2 separate regions of the Sus scrofa genome follow, and region 2 is linked to region 1. A link is a contact called in public Hi-C data. All regions are on one chromosome and are shown on one strand. Each heading gives the region's core, a stretch centred on a gene start, on an enhancer-like site or on the middle of the called end of the contact. The rest is flanking DNA. Distances are from core to core; before and after follow the strand shown. Region 1 overlaps CEP350 (centrosome-associated protein 350). Region 2 overlaps QSOX1 (sulfhydryl oxidase 1).

Region 1 (6,066 bases), core at 1,414-3,913:
AAACTTATTGGATATTCTTTTAAAAATTAGTTATATCTAGTTGGATTAATGAAAATAAGTATTAAAATTATAGCGGGAGAAGTATAAATTTTGAGCTAAAAAAAGATTTTTTTTTTTTTTTTTTTTGCTTTTTAGGCCTGCACCCACAGTATATGGCGGTTCCCAGGCTAGGGGTCAAATAGAGCTGTAGCCACTGGCCTACACCACTGCCACAGCTACAGCAACACCAGAACCGAGCCACGTCTATGACCTACACCACAGCTCATGGCAAAGCCAGATCCTTAACCCACTGAGTGAGGCCAGGGATTGAACCAGGATCCTAGTCGGGTTCATTAACCACTGAGCCACAGAGGGAACTCCTGTTTTATTTATTTATTTTTTTGAAAAGGTTAATTTTTAAATCAAAACTTGTAAGGATTTAATTATGACATTTAGTATACCAATCAATATGATTTATTACTTTATTTCTAGATTGAAGTAGAGCATATTAAATTATTGTTCTCCGTAAGAGTATCAGAAGGAAAATAGAGAGTTCCTGTTGTGGCTTAGCGGAAGCAAACCCAACTAGTATCCATGAGGATGCAGGTTCGATCCCTGGCCTTTCTTAGTGGTTTAAGGATCCAGCATTGCTGTGAGCTGTGGTGTAGGTTGCAGACATGGCTCACATCCTGTGGTTGTGGTAGGCCAGCAGCTGCAGTTCTGATTTGACCCCTATCTAGGAACTTTATATGCTGCATATGTGGTCCTAAAAAAGAAAAAAAAAATTTTATAATATATCAAATTATAAATTTGAATAGAAATTGAGGCCACATTTTTCAGTATCCAGCATTATACTTTTTTCTCTTATGAGTCTTGAGTTACCCATTTTTACTAGTTCCACTTTAGTAAAAAACTGCCGGAGACAGTTCCCGTCGTGGTGCAGAGGAAACGAATCCGACTAGGAACCATGAGGTTGCGGGTTTGATCCCTGCCTCGCTCAGTGGGTTAAGGATCTGGTGTTGTCATGAGCTATGATGTAGGTCGCAGACACGGCTTGGATCCCACGTGGCTGTGGCGTAGGCCCGCATTGTAGCTCCGATTAGACCCCTAGCCTGGGAACCTCCATATGCCGCAGGTGTGGCCCTAAAAAGACAAAAGACAAAAAACAAACAACAATAAAAAAACTGCCGGAGACTTTTCTCAGTAATAAATTGAGCCATAGGGAATAATCCAGGCTTATGGTTATAGGAAAAGAATTGGAAAGCATCTTTGATAATAGTTTTCTCCTTGTGTCTAATTATATTTTAGAATATCTGTGTATTTAGCTCTGATTGGACACTTTTTATTTCTTTCTTTAATCGCTATTCCTTGTTTTTTGATAGTGTTGGTAGTAACAGTTTAGGTATTCAGGAGGACCATTCTAGCAGAAAGTCTGCCTGTGATCTTTCCTCTGTGGATGTTACCTCCCAGCACTCATCAGGGGCCCAGTCTTCTGCATCATCTCGTTCATCTTCTTCTAAAGGAAAGAAAGGAAAAAAGGAAAAGATGGAATGTAAGTGGAATTCTACATTTTTTTTTTTTTCCCTAACCAGTGATTTTTGTGGTAGTGATCTAAATTATGATTTGGTTCCATAAGTTAGATGAATTTCTTTATGATAATAATTTAATAGGCTTTCATATTTATCATCACAATATCTTTTGATGTATAACATAAATCTTTTGCTCAATACAAAAGGAATACATTAATAAGATAAAAATTAAGGATTATAGATAAACAATCAAACAAGAAATATAAATCCCTATTGATTCTTCTGCTCAGAGATAACTACAATTAATATTTTTGGTGCCCGTTTTTCCAGTATATACATAAAACCATGCATATTCCCACATACATCCTTATTTAAAAAACGGAAGTGAGGAGTTCCCTCCTGGCTCAGTGGATTAAGGATCTGGTATTGTCACTGCTGTGTTTCTGGTTATAGCTGTGGCATGGGTTCAGCCCTGGCTTGGGAACTTCTACATGCAATAGGCAGGGCCAAAAACAACAACAAGTGGCATCATATTGTTTTGTAAGTACTTTTTAAACTTTATATTGTGTACATTTCTGAGTGTCATTAAATGTAATACTAAAATTTCCTTATCTATAAAATAAAGTTGCTAATAGAAGCTTCATATGATAATTTTGAAGCTGACATATGTAATGTGTACATCTCAGTACTTGGCACAGTAGCTGTCCCTTTGGCACTCTTATTTTTGAGTGCTTGAGTATACCTTTCAGTCCCCTTCTACTCTTGGTTATAATTTGCTCTGTATACTTAAGATGACAAGATATACTGATTAGGCAAGGGCCTCTTAGCTCACAGGATGGTGCCTAGGGAATGATTTTGCTTCCAAAATTATTTTTTCTAACAGTAAAAATTGCTCATTGAGTTTAAAAAAGAGAGAGAGAGAAGGAGCAGGAATCTATAAATATAGAAAACCTATTTAAAAATTTTAAATCACCTAAATTCTTCCATCTAGAGATAACCAATATTAACATTTTTTAGATTTTATTTTATTGTGGTAAAATATACTGAACATAAAATAACAGATCATTTTACCTGTTTTCAAATGTACTGTCACAGAGTTGCACAACCATCATCATTACCCAACTCCAGAACTTTTTCGCCATCCCATGGTGAAACTCTGAACCCATTTAACAGTAATTCCCTCTTCCTCCCTTCCCCCAGTCCCTGCTAACCGGTGTTTTCTTTCTGTCTCTATGAATTTGACTACTCTAGATACTTCATATAAGTGACATCATCCAAAATTCATCCTTTTGTGTCTGGCTTTTTTCATTTGGCATAATGTCTTTACATCCATGTTTTTTATAGAATGTGTCAGAATGTCTTTTGTTTTTAAGGATGAATAATATTCCACTATATGTATATACCACATTTGGTGTATTCATTCATCAGTTGATGGACATCTTGGGTTTTTTTTTTACCTCTTCGGCTGTTGTGAATAATGTGGACATAACATTGCTGTACAAATACTGTTTGACTTACTACTTTCAGTTCTTTATATTTATACCCAGTTATAGACTTGCTGGATCAAAAGGCATGTCTATATTTTTTTTGAGGAACTACCATACAGTTTTCCATGGCTGCTGTAACATAATACATTCTCACCTGTAATGTGCAGGAGTTCCATTTTCTCCACATTTATGCGAACACTTGTTTTTTCCTGTTTTTTTTTTTTTGGCTTTTGTTTTTTTAAAGACTTAGATATCCTTATGAGTGTGAAATGTTAACATTTTTAGTAAGAATCCTTCCAGATGATGGGTAGACATATGTAAATAGAAAATGTTACATGTATGAGATCACAGTTTTGTTCTGTCACTGGGTTGCAGATACCTTTCTGTTAGTGAATATAGATTACCCATTGTACCTACCTAGTGTTCTGTTATTTGAATATATTGAAATTTATTTAGCCAGTTCCCCATTGCTGGATATTTAGGTTCTTTTTTGTAATATAAATACTGCTGCATTGAGTATCCTTACAAATGCATCTTTATGCATTAATCTGGTTTTTTTTCCTTTAGGAAAAAATCCTAGAAGTGAGATAATGGGAGAATGGTATGCCATGCTTAAAATTTGGATGTATTTTGTCAAATAGCTCTTCAGAAAGCTATTGCTAATTTAAACTGTTTACTTCCAATGTAAGAGTGCTAGGAGAAGTTGTTTTTTAATCATTAACCTAGTATAACTCTGTTGCAGATTCTAAGTGTTCTGAAAGTCTTCGGCAGGAACATTAGATATCATTTCATCAACACTACCCAAAGTGTATCATTTCTTATGAAATACTGATTCAGCACAGTAGGCTGTTTCATAGGTATTCTGAGGATAAAAGAGCTCCATGTTTCCATAAACTTGGGAAATACTTTTAGAGTGAAACAGACTTTTTTCTCACAAGATTCATAAACAATTTTAATATGCAAGTATGCATTTTTTATTTTAGATGGAGGATGAGGCTGTAGTATCAAGTATTTTTCACATTTATTTGACCACAGAATCATTTCTTCAATCAGCGTGTTACAATGTGCAGAACACATTTTGGGAAGTGCTTATTAACTTGCTTAGTTCTTTTATTTGGGGGTTGTTGTATTTTGTCATGTTAGTATCTCACCTAAGGTGATTAACCAGTTATTAGCAATTCTATATATATATATATATATATATATTTTTTTTTTTGTCTTTGCCATTTCTTGGGCCGCTCCCATGGCATATGGAGGTTCCAGGCTAGGGGTCTGATCGGAGTTATAGTGCCAGCCTACGCCAGAGCCATAGCAACGCGGGATCTGAGCCACTTCTGCGACCTACACCACAGCTCACGGCAACGCCGGATCCTTAACCCACTGAGCAAGGGCAGGGATCGAACCCGCAACCTCATGGTTCCTAGTCGGATTCGTTAACCACTGCACCACGACGGGAACTCCTTTTTTTCTTTTTTCTTTTCTTTTTTTTTTTTTTTAGCAATTCTATGTTCTAACTCATAAATCAAGTTTACCATCTACTATAATATACTGTACAACTGAAGATATCATGATATGTATAAATAATGTGATTTGGTATAGGTTTTAAAAAATTATAATCTAAAATGTGATTAAATGAGATATAGGTGATATTTTGTGGCTTTCAGTTTCTTTGATCCCCTCTCACAATGCCTTACAAAAGAAAATCTGTATATTTTACTTTCCACAATGGCAGCTTAAATTTAATACTTCATTCCAAGTTCTCAAATGTGTACATTTTGTTGTATATGCTCCATCTGGTGGTAAAAAAGAGTGTCTGCATGCTCACTATAGTTGAATATAGTTGGTAGATTAAAGTGGTAATCATAAGAAAATTAAATTATTATAATTTAATTTAAAAACATGAAAATATACTTTCATTTGGCAGTCTTTTGAATTAAGAGTAAACATTTTCTTTGCATACGGATCCTTTGATTAGAGTTTAGATGTTTCTTGCATAGAACATTCCTTGTATTGTCTACAATTTCTAGTTGTTTGAAGCCAAGAACAATTTTTAAATATGAATTTTCAAAGAAAAATATATTAAATGAATAAAGGGTCTTTTGGGATTTTGTTTTTGCCACACACATGGCATGCTGACGTTCCTGGGTCAGGGATTGAACCCATGCAATAGCAGTCCAAGCCACTGCAGTGACAGTGCTGCATCTTTAACCTGCTATGCCACAAGAGAACTCCTTATTTTTTCGTTTTTTAACCAAATTTTAATGAAGAATTTTTACCTAATTACTATTACTGTGGCATAATAGAGCAATTTAAATTTTTATTTAAAAAATTATTAAAAAATTTTTTTTGACTATGTGATGAGCAGTGGCTTGATGTGGGATCTTAGCTCCCAGACCAGGGATTGAAACTGGGCTGCAGCGGTGAAATCACTGAGTCCTAACCACTAGACCACCAGGGAACTCCTTAAAATTTTATTTTTTATGTGGTAAAAATAAGTAGTATTTGCCATTTTTAACAATTTTTAAGTGTACCATTCAGTGGCATGTGGAACTCCCGGGCCAGGGATCAGATCTGAGCTGCAGTTGCAACCTACTCCACAGGTTCGGCAGCACTGGATCCTTTAACCCACTGTACCAGTCCGGGGATCAAACCTGTGTCCTGGCGATGCAGAAGCCACCAATCCTGTTGTGCCACAGCAGGAACTCTGAAATATCTTTCCTTTTTAAGGCTGAATAATATTTCCTTATATGTGTATATCATGTTTTGTTCATGCATTCATTGTTAAAGGACACTGAGTTGCTTCTGCCTTTTGGCTATTGTGAATAATGCTGCTTTGAACATGGATGTGCCAAATACTTGGGTTTTTTTTTTTTTTTTCTCTTTTCTTTTGGTCTTTAACCATATATCTACATTTAAAAACTTTTTAAACTGCCATTAAAATGTCTTCACAATTCTTTTGTCTACCCTTTGTTTAAACATAGCAAATGTTTTTCCATGCTGCTATTGAAACATATCATCAATGTGAACAGCCCTAGACTTAGAGTAATGAGGCCTGGGTGTGTGTCATATTT
Region 2 (6,066 bases), core at 2,556-5,055, 150 kb after region 1:
GAGTCGGGAACACTCCTCCCCTGGGCATCAAAGGTCCTTGGAGCTCTGGCGCCATCAGAAAGAATGGCTTTTCTGATGTCATAAGGGACAGATTCTGGGGCGAGGTAAGAGGTCCTGGCAAAGCCACGGGTCTCAAGGATGTTATTTGGATCTGAGTTTTCTGTAATTAGTGGGTTCTGGGGGGGCTGCCTGTGTAAATCCCCCCTCCCCATCCCGTGCTCCTGATGATGAGAGGAGGGCCCTGTGGGGAGCATATGTGCTGCCCCTCCCCAGGGAAGCTCCCTCCTTCCTTCATCTGCCCAGGATGAGGCTCTGCCTGCCTCTCTGCTGTCCACTGGTGTCCCCTCCTCGCTGCTCACACTGTGCCCTGTCAGCTCGACTAATGGTCAAGGCTCTACTCAGTTTCCACCTTTCCTGCCAGGCCCCTGCTTGGTCCCCAGCGCTTGGTCTCTCCTGCTGCCACATCCCTCCAGAGCCCGGTGCCACAGGACGTGGCACCAGCCCATCACCACCTCACCGTCTGCCCGGTTTCACGTGCACAGCCACCCTCCTGGAGGGAGCAGCCTCACTGTGACGTGGCACGTTGATGGGTGCCCCAGGGGAACCCGACCTGGAAGCAGAGTTCGGGAGGTCTGCCTGGTAGATGCGTTTGTTTTCTCTTTCTCAGCTCCTGGGCTGCGGCCCGGAACGGGGCCATTGTTCCCTTTGCCAGTAAGTTCCAGCGGAGGGAGGCCTTGCCGCCTGGGGTGGCTTCTTTCCCTGCGGCTTCTCCATCTCAGATATCTTCCCTTCCTCCCCTAGACTTCCTGCCTCGGTCTCTGGCAGGAGAGCCTGTCCCCAGTACCATATGTCCCACTCACCCTGGCTGGGCCCACTGCCAGCACCTGTGGCCGCAGAAGCCTTCATCAGGGATGAAGGGAACTCGAAACTGCTGAGGCTCGCCATTCACCCTCCTGGACCTGATCCTCCTGGAGAGCAGGCCGCAGGGACCGAGGCAGTGTCCCCGAGGCTTTGCCGCAGGCAGAGGAGCCTCTCACCCCCCTCTTAGCCCCTCCAGCCACCGTGCCCCTCCCCCACCAGAGCATAATGCAGAAAGACAGATGCCACTACGAGACAGCATGGCCCTCCTGAGCAGGTGGCTGGTGCTATTTCATTGCATCCTCAGCATGGGCTGTGTGCAGAATAACCCAACTGTCTCAGAGGTCCTTTTCTGGGGAAGGGGTGACCTATCTCCTAAGAGCTTTGGGGGCAGGTCCCCTGGGAGTTGGTGGCAGTGGGGTGTTGCACGGTGTTGGGGTGGGGGGCGAGGGAAGCAGGCAGAGGTGCCAGCCCTGCTCACTTAGCTCCGTGTCCTTTGTCCTTTCAGACTGGAGACCGGCGCTGAATCTCGCTGCCCTGGACTGTGCTGAGGAGACCAACAACGCAGTCTGCAGAGAATTTGACATCCCTGGCTTCCCGACTGTGAGGGTGTGTGACCAGGAGGGGCGAGGGACCTGGGGGGCAGCGCCGCTGGAGCGTGTTGCCTGCTGCTCTGAGCCACGCTGGCATCTGCCCGGCTGCTGAGCTCTGTAGGGTCCTCCCAGGCTTCTGGGCTTGACCTGTTTAAATCACAGCCCCTGGAGCACTGCTCCTGGATGAGCTGATTATTTTAGAGGCCGAAGGGGATGTGAGTTGGGAGGCAGAACAGAAAGAGGTTCCCTCGGTCTGGCCCAATCCCCCCCCCTTATAAGGGAAAAGGGGGGCTCCGTGTGGTTATGTTGGGATGGGCAGAGTTTAGCTGTTACGTGATCATCCCCTGGGCTGCCGAGAGCTCCCAGGGACCTCTTTCCTCTCCTCCTGACCTTCCAGCTGTAGAAGGCTGGTCTAACTCCTGTAAAACCAGGGTTCAGGCTCTGCCCCATCCGTGGGCAGGATCAGATGCAGGGAGCCTCATGGTCCCCCAGTAAATGACCCCAGAGACACTGGCAAGCCCCATCCTCATCAGGCAAGTGCCTCGAATCTAAGTGGCTTGGAAGTGCCCTGTCAGGAGAGCTTTACCCTGCTGTCTCAGGCAGCAGGGATCCCCATCAGGAGAGTTGTCACACCCAGCACATGAGGGCCCCGTCACCCCAGCTCTGGCTGCAAGTAGCATATGCTCTCTGATGATGCCTTGCCTGCCAGCCCGCTCACCGCAGGGCATCAGCTGCTTAGTCAACATCTGGGCCACTTCCAAGGTCTCACATCCGAGGCCCTGGGAAGCCCAGAGCCACAAGGCTTTGCCTTTAAACTTAGCGCCCTCCCCAGGGCTCAGGGCCAGCTATAATCCAGTTCTCTTCCAAAAGAATCCAAATCGCATCTCTCTCTACTGCCAGCAATAAATAATTAGTGTGCTCCCACCAGAATGGCATCTGGAATAGCGGTTTCCTCTGTGGCCACTAAGAATAATCAGGACATGCCTTTGAAAATAGAAAAGCCAACCATTGTCCCCAGGATAAGATATCTCTGAGTTTGATCCTGGAAAGAAGGTACCAGAATCTGGATTCTTGGTAGTCAAAGAATGAACTCCACGAACACACAGGCAGCAAGCAAACAGAGTCTTTATTAAAGAAAAGCAAATAGTTGGGAGTTCCCGTCGTGGTGCAGTGGTTAACGAATCGATTAGGAACCATGAGGTTGCGGGTTCGATCCCTGGCCTTGCCCGGTGGGTCAAGGATCCGGCTTGCATGAGCTGTGGTGTGAGCAGACGCGGCTCGGATCTTGTGTTGCTGTGGCTCTGACATAGGCCGGGGGCTACAGCTCTGATTCGACCCCTAGCCTGGGAACCTCCATATGCCGTAGGAGCGGCCCAAGATATGGCAGAAAGACAGAAAGAAAGAAAAAAAAGAAAAGAAAGAAAAGCAAATAGCTCCCAGGACGGGGGGTGGGGGGTGGGGGGGAAGAGCCCCGCTTTCCTATTGTCCTTTAGGGATTTTTATCTCTAAAGATGGGGGGGTGGTACCAACATGGGGTCCCCTTGGCCTTGCTCAATTACCTGTATCAGTCCTTGTCCAAGATGGGTTTTAGGGTTGGAAAAGTCCCCTGTACGTTTTATGGTTTCTTTGTCCTTTTCTTGGATTAAGTCACCATTCCTCTCATTCCTTTTTTATCAGTGGAGGAGTGGGCTAGAGATTCGCATTTCCTACAGTAAACAAAGTCTGTGGGGAGTTTGCATTTCCTATAAGAAGACAAGGCCTGCGGAGGGGTTACTGCCTAGAGCCCTTCAGCCACAAAGGTTAATCAAAATCCACATCAAAGGACTACATCGGAGCCCCTGCTCCTCCACTAACAACCTGAATTAATATTCTGCCTCAAGGTCAGGGCCTTCAGTCGACAGGCAGAACCCTGAGCTGGATCTGAGCCTGGTGATGCCAAGTAGAATTCTTCTCAAAAGCAAGCCTCCGGCCCCCTCCAGCCCCCGTCCAGCACTAACTCCATGTCAGGCTGTTGTCTGTTCTCGCAGCCAGTGAGATCCTGCTGGGTTTGGGGGCGAGCCTCCTGCCGTGCTGCTCCCATTACCGCTTAGGCTCCAGCCCGCTGGGACCAGGCTGCCTGGGGAAGTGTCCTGAGCCAGCAGTGACGGCTGTAACCTTTAGAGGTGGTGGCAGAGAGATTGTTTATCAACCCTCTCTTTTGAGTACAAGACTTCCCTGGCAGGGCCATTGCCCTGTCCTTGGCCCCAAGGTCTGTAACTTCAAATATTCAAAAACACTCTCCGAGGGGGCGGATGGAGCTCTCTGTTCCTGCTGCTGAGCCAGGGCCGGCAGCCCCGCCCGGGAAGCTGTGGGAAAACCATTGTGGCAGCCGGAGTCCCTGCTCCCAGGCCAGTGATTTTCCTCCCAGCGAGCACTCCACGCAGGGGTGCAACCCTGCCAGCACCCCACCCCCCCACCCCAGGCGAGGGAGGGCTTTCTGTTTCTGTCTGGGAGGCAGTGGGTGTGAAGCAGGCGGCCCAGGTACATCAGGCAATCCAGAAGCTTCTCAGCGCCTACCCCAGTCACGCAGCACACGCCGCCTGAGTGCCTCCAGCGATGAATCAGATTAATCATCTCCTCCGCCACCCAGCCGCCTGTGGGAGGGGTGCGGGGAGGGCCCTGAGCTGGTCTCCTTGACCTCCCCCTGCCTGGACATGGGCAGCCCCCCCAGGCTGGGCTGGGCTGGCAGTCACCTGTCCATTTCTTAAGAGCTGCAGAAACCAGTGTCGCGGCCTCCCTCGGCCAAGCCCTCCGAGGCTCCCGCTGTTCAGTTTGGGCAGGAAGAGGTAGGCAGGTTCTCCTTAGGGCTCCGGTCTAGGGCACAGTGGCTCGGGCTCCTGGTGGGTCTCTGCTTTAAGGCCCGAGCTGTTGGAACACATGTCACTCCTGTGACCCACAGTATTGACCGTGAGATCCAGAAATTGGTTTGTATCTGTTATCCCTAAACAACAAATGTTTCATAAAATCATATTCTTAGTAAGTGCAGCACACTGATATTTTCCGTTCTATTTATTTATTTTTTTTAAATACTGTGATTCACTAAAGCGATTTTACAGCTTACCACTAGATTGCTTCTAGTGTTTGGAAAACACTCCTCAGATTCCAGATCTCCAGGGATTCTGGCCCATTGAGAACCCGGTGTGCCTGTGGGCAGCGTGGCTGGACTCCCTAGAAAGCAGTGCAGACCTTGGAGGTGGGCCTGGCTGTCAGCAGGACGGAGAGACAGCCCTGTCCCTCTGTCTTCTGTCCCCTGTCCTTCCTCCCTCCCACAAAGGCTGCAAGAAACTCTAGGATGAGGACATGTTTGAACAGGGAGAAGTGAGAGTGTTGCTGGGGTGATGGGGACAGACCCATGCGAGAGTCTGGCCACCCCCAGTGACATCTGTCATTGTCCTCTTTCCTTTGCTTCCTGCCCTTTGTCACTGTGAGCAAACATTACGCTTCCACTAGCCCAGCCTGTTTAGCAAACACCTGGCCCTGCAGGGCGGACCAGCTATGTCAGGGCCCCATCAGCCTGAAGCCAGGGCCCAGCTGGAAGAGAACAGAGCCGGGGAGAGCCTTGTGGCTGGTTCCCCCTGGCACCACGGGGACCTAGAGGCTGGCATGGTCCATGACCATTTGTCATGGTCACAGGAGTGCCCCTCCATGGGTAATGGGACAGGACCCTTTGTAGCCAAAGGCTGGGCTGGGTCAGGATTACTGGAAGCAGCAGCATTGGTTGGGAGGGGACAGACGTTTTCCCTTCATAAGGTTCTGAGGAGCTAATTGATGCGACTTCATATCCCGGCTCCCCTGCTTACGTCTGTGACTCAGGAAGCCGCCCAGCCTCAGTTTCCTTGTCTGGAAAATGGGATGATGATATCTACCTAAGAGGATTGTCGCCGTGTGTGAACTGAGGTTTTTAGCAGAGACCCCAGTGTATGACTCCAGGCTCCATAAATGTTACTTGTCATCCTTCTCATCGCCCCATGGGCAGGGTAGCCCGTCTGTGATGCGGCGTCTGAGGTGGTCCGTCCATCAGCAGCTGTTGAGTGAATGTTTGCTGGGGGCACAGCACGGTGCTCACCGTAAACCCTGGCCAGAAACGCAGTTGAGGTCGGCCAGACAGGAAAGTGCCCTCTGCAGGGGCCCTGGGAGCCCCCAGCCAGTCGACAGGCGGGGGCTACATGTACACAGTGAACGCTGGGGGGATTTGCTGGGCTCACCCATCTCTTTTTCTCCCCCATCAGAGGGGGCAGCATGTGGCAGGAGGTGTTCTTGGAGGAGGGGGATTAAGGATGGGTGGGATTTGGTTGGGAGAGAGCAGAAGTGTGGGGAGGGGAGGAGGTGAGAGCAGCAGACGTGGGAGGAACTGTGGAGAGTTGAGAAGCCTGGCCTGGCTGGAGCAGAGTCTCCTGTGTGGGGCAAGACAGGGCCCTGAAAGCAGGGAGCCCAGGAATGGCCGGCTCATGAGTTCAAGGCCGGGAGGGAGGCTACAGAGTCTAGGCTGTTCTTTTGTGTGACTCTCATTAGATGGTGTGACATCAGGGATGGGGACAGGACTCAGATGTTCCTGCCTCTCTCTGGAAAAAGGGGG

What was found. A called contact is a pair of places that touch in the nucleus more often than the background predicts.
Region 2: a contact with region 1 is called in a Hi-C map of liver, with 6 times the contacts expected there. The contact joins two enhancer-like sites. A contact is called at or near these places in 3 of 47 Hi-C or Micro-C datasets (embryonic fibroblasts, heart right ventricle and liver).

The regions. Positions count from the first base shown.
Region 1 is chr9:121,641,703-121,647,768 of Sscrofa11.1, forward strand. CEP350 (centrosome-associated protein 350) reads left to right here. Exons shown (of 43, transcript XM_021063750.1): 15 at 1,362-1,531. Among named protein-coding and RNA genes, the nearest start is that of CEP350, 54 kb to the left of the region's middle. Within about 2 kb of position 2,664, at least 1 of the 83 cell types and tissues checked has an H3K27ac peak or open chromatin away from gene starts, as enhancers often do. A contact at or near this core is called in liver, where this site is marked.
Region 2 is chr9:121,787,991-121,794,056 of Sscrofa11.1, forward strand. QSOX1 (sulfhydryl oxidase 1) reads left to right here. Exons shown (of 13, transcript XM_013989655.2): 3 at 1,367-1,467. Among named protein-coding and RNA genes, the nearest start is that of QSOX1, 12 kb to the left of the region's middle. Within about 2 kb of position 3,806, at least 20 of the 83 cell types and tissues checked have an H3K27ac peak or open chromatin away from gene starts, as enhancers often do. A contact at or near this core is called in liver, where this site is marked.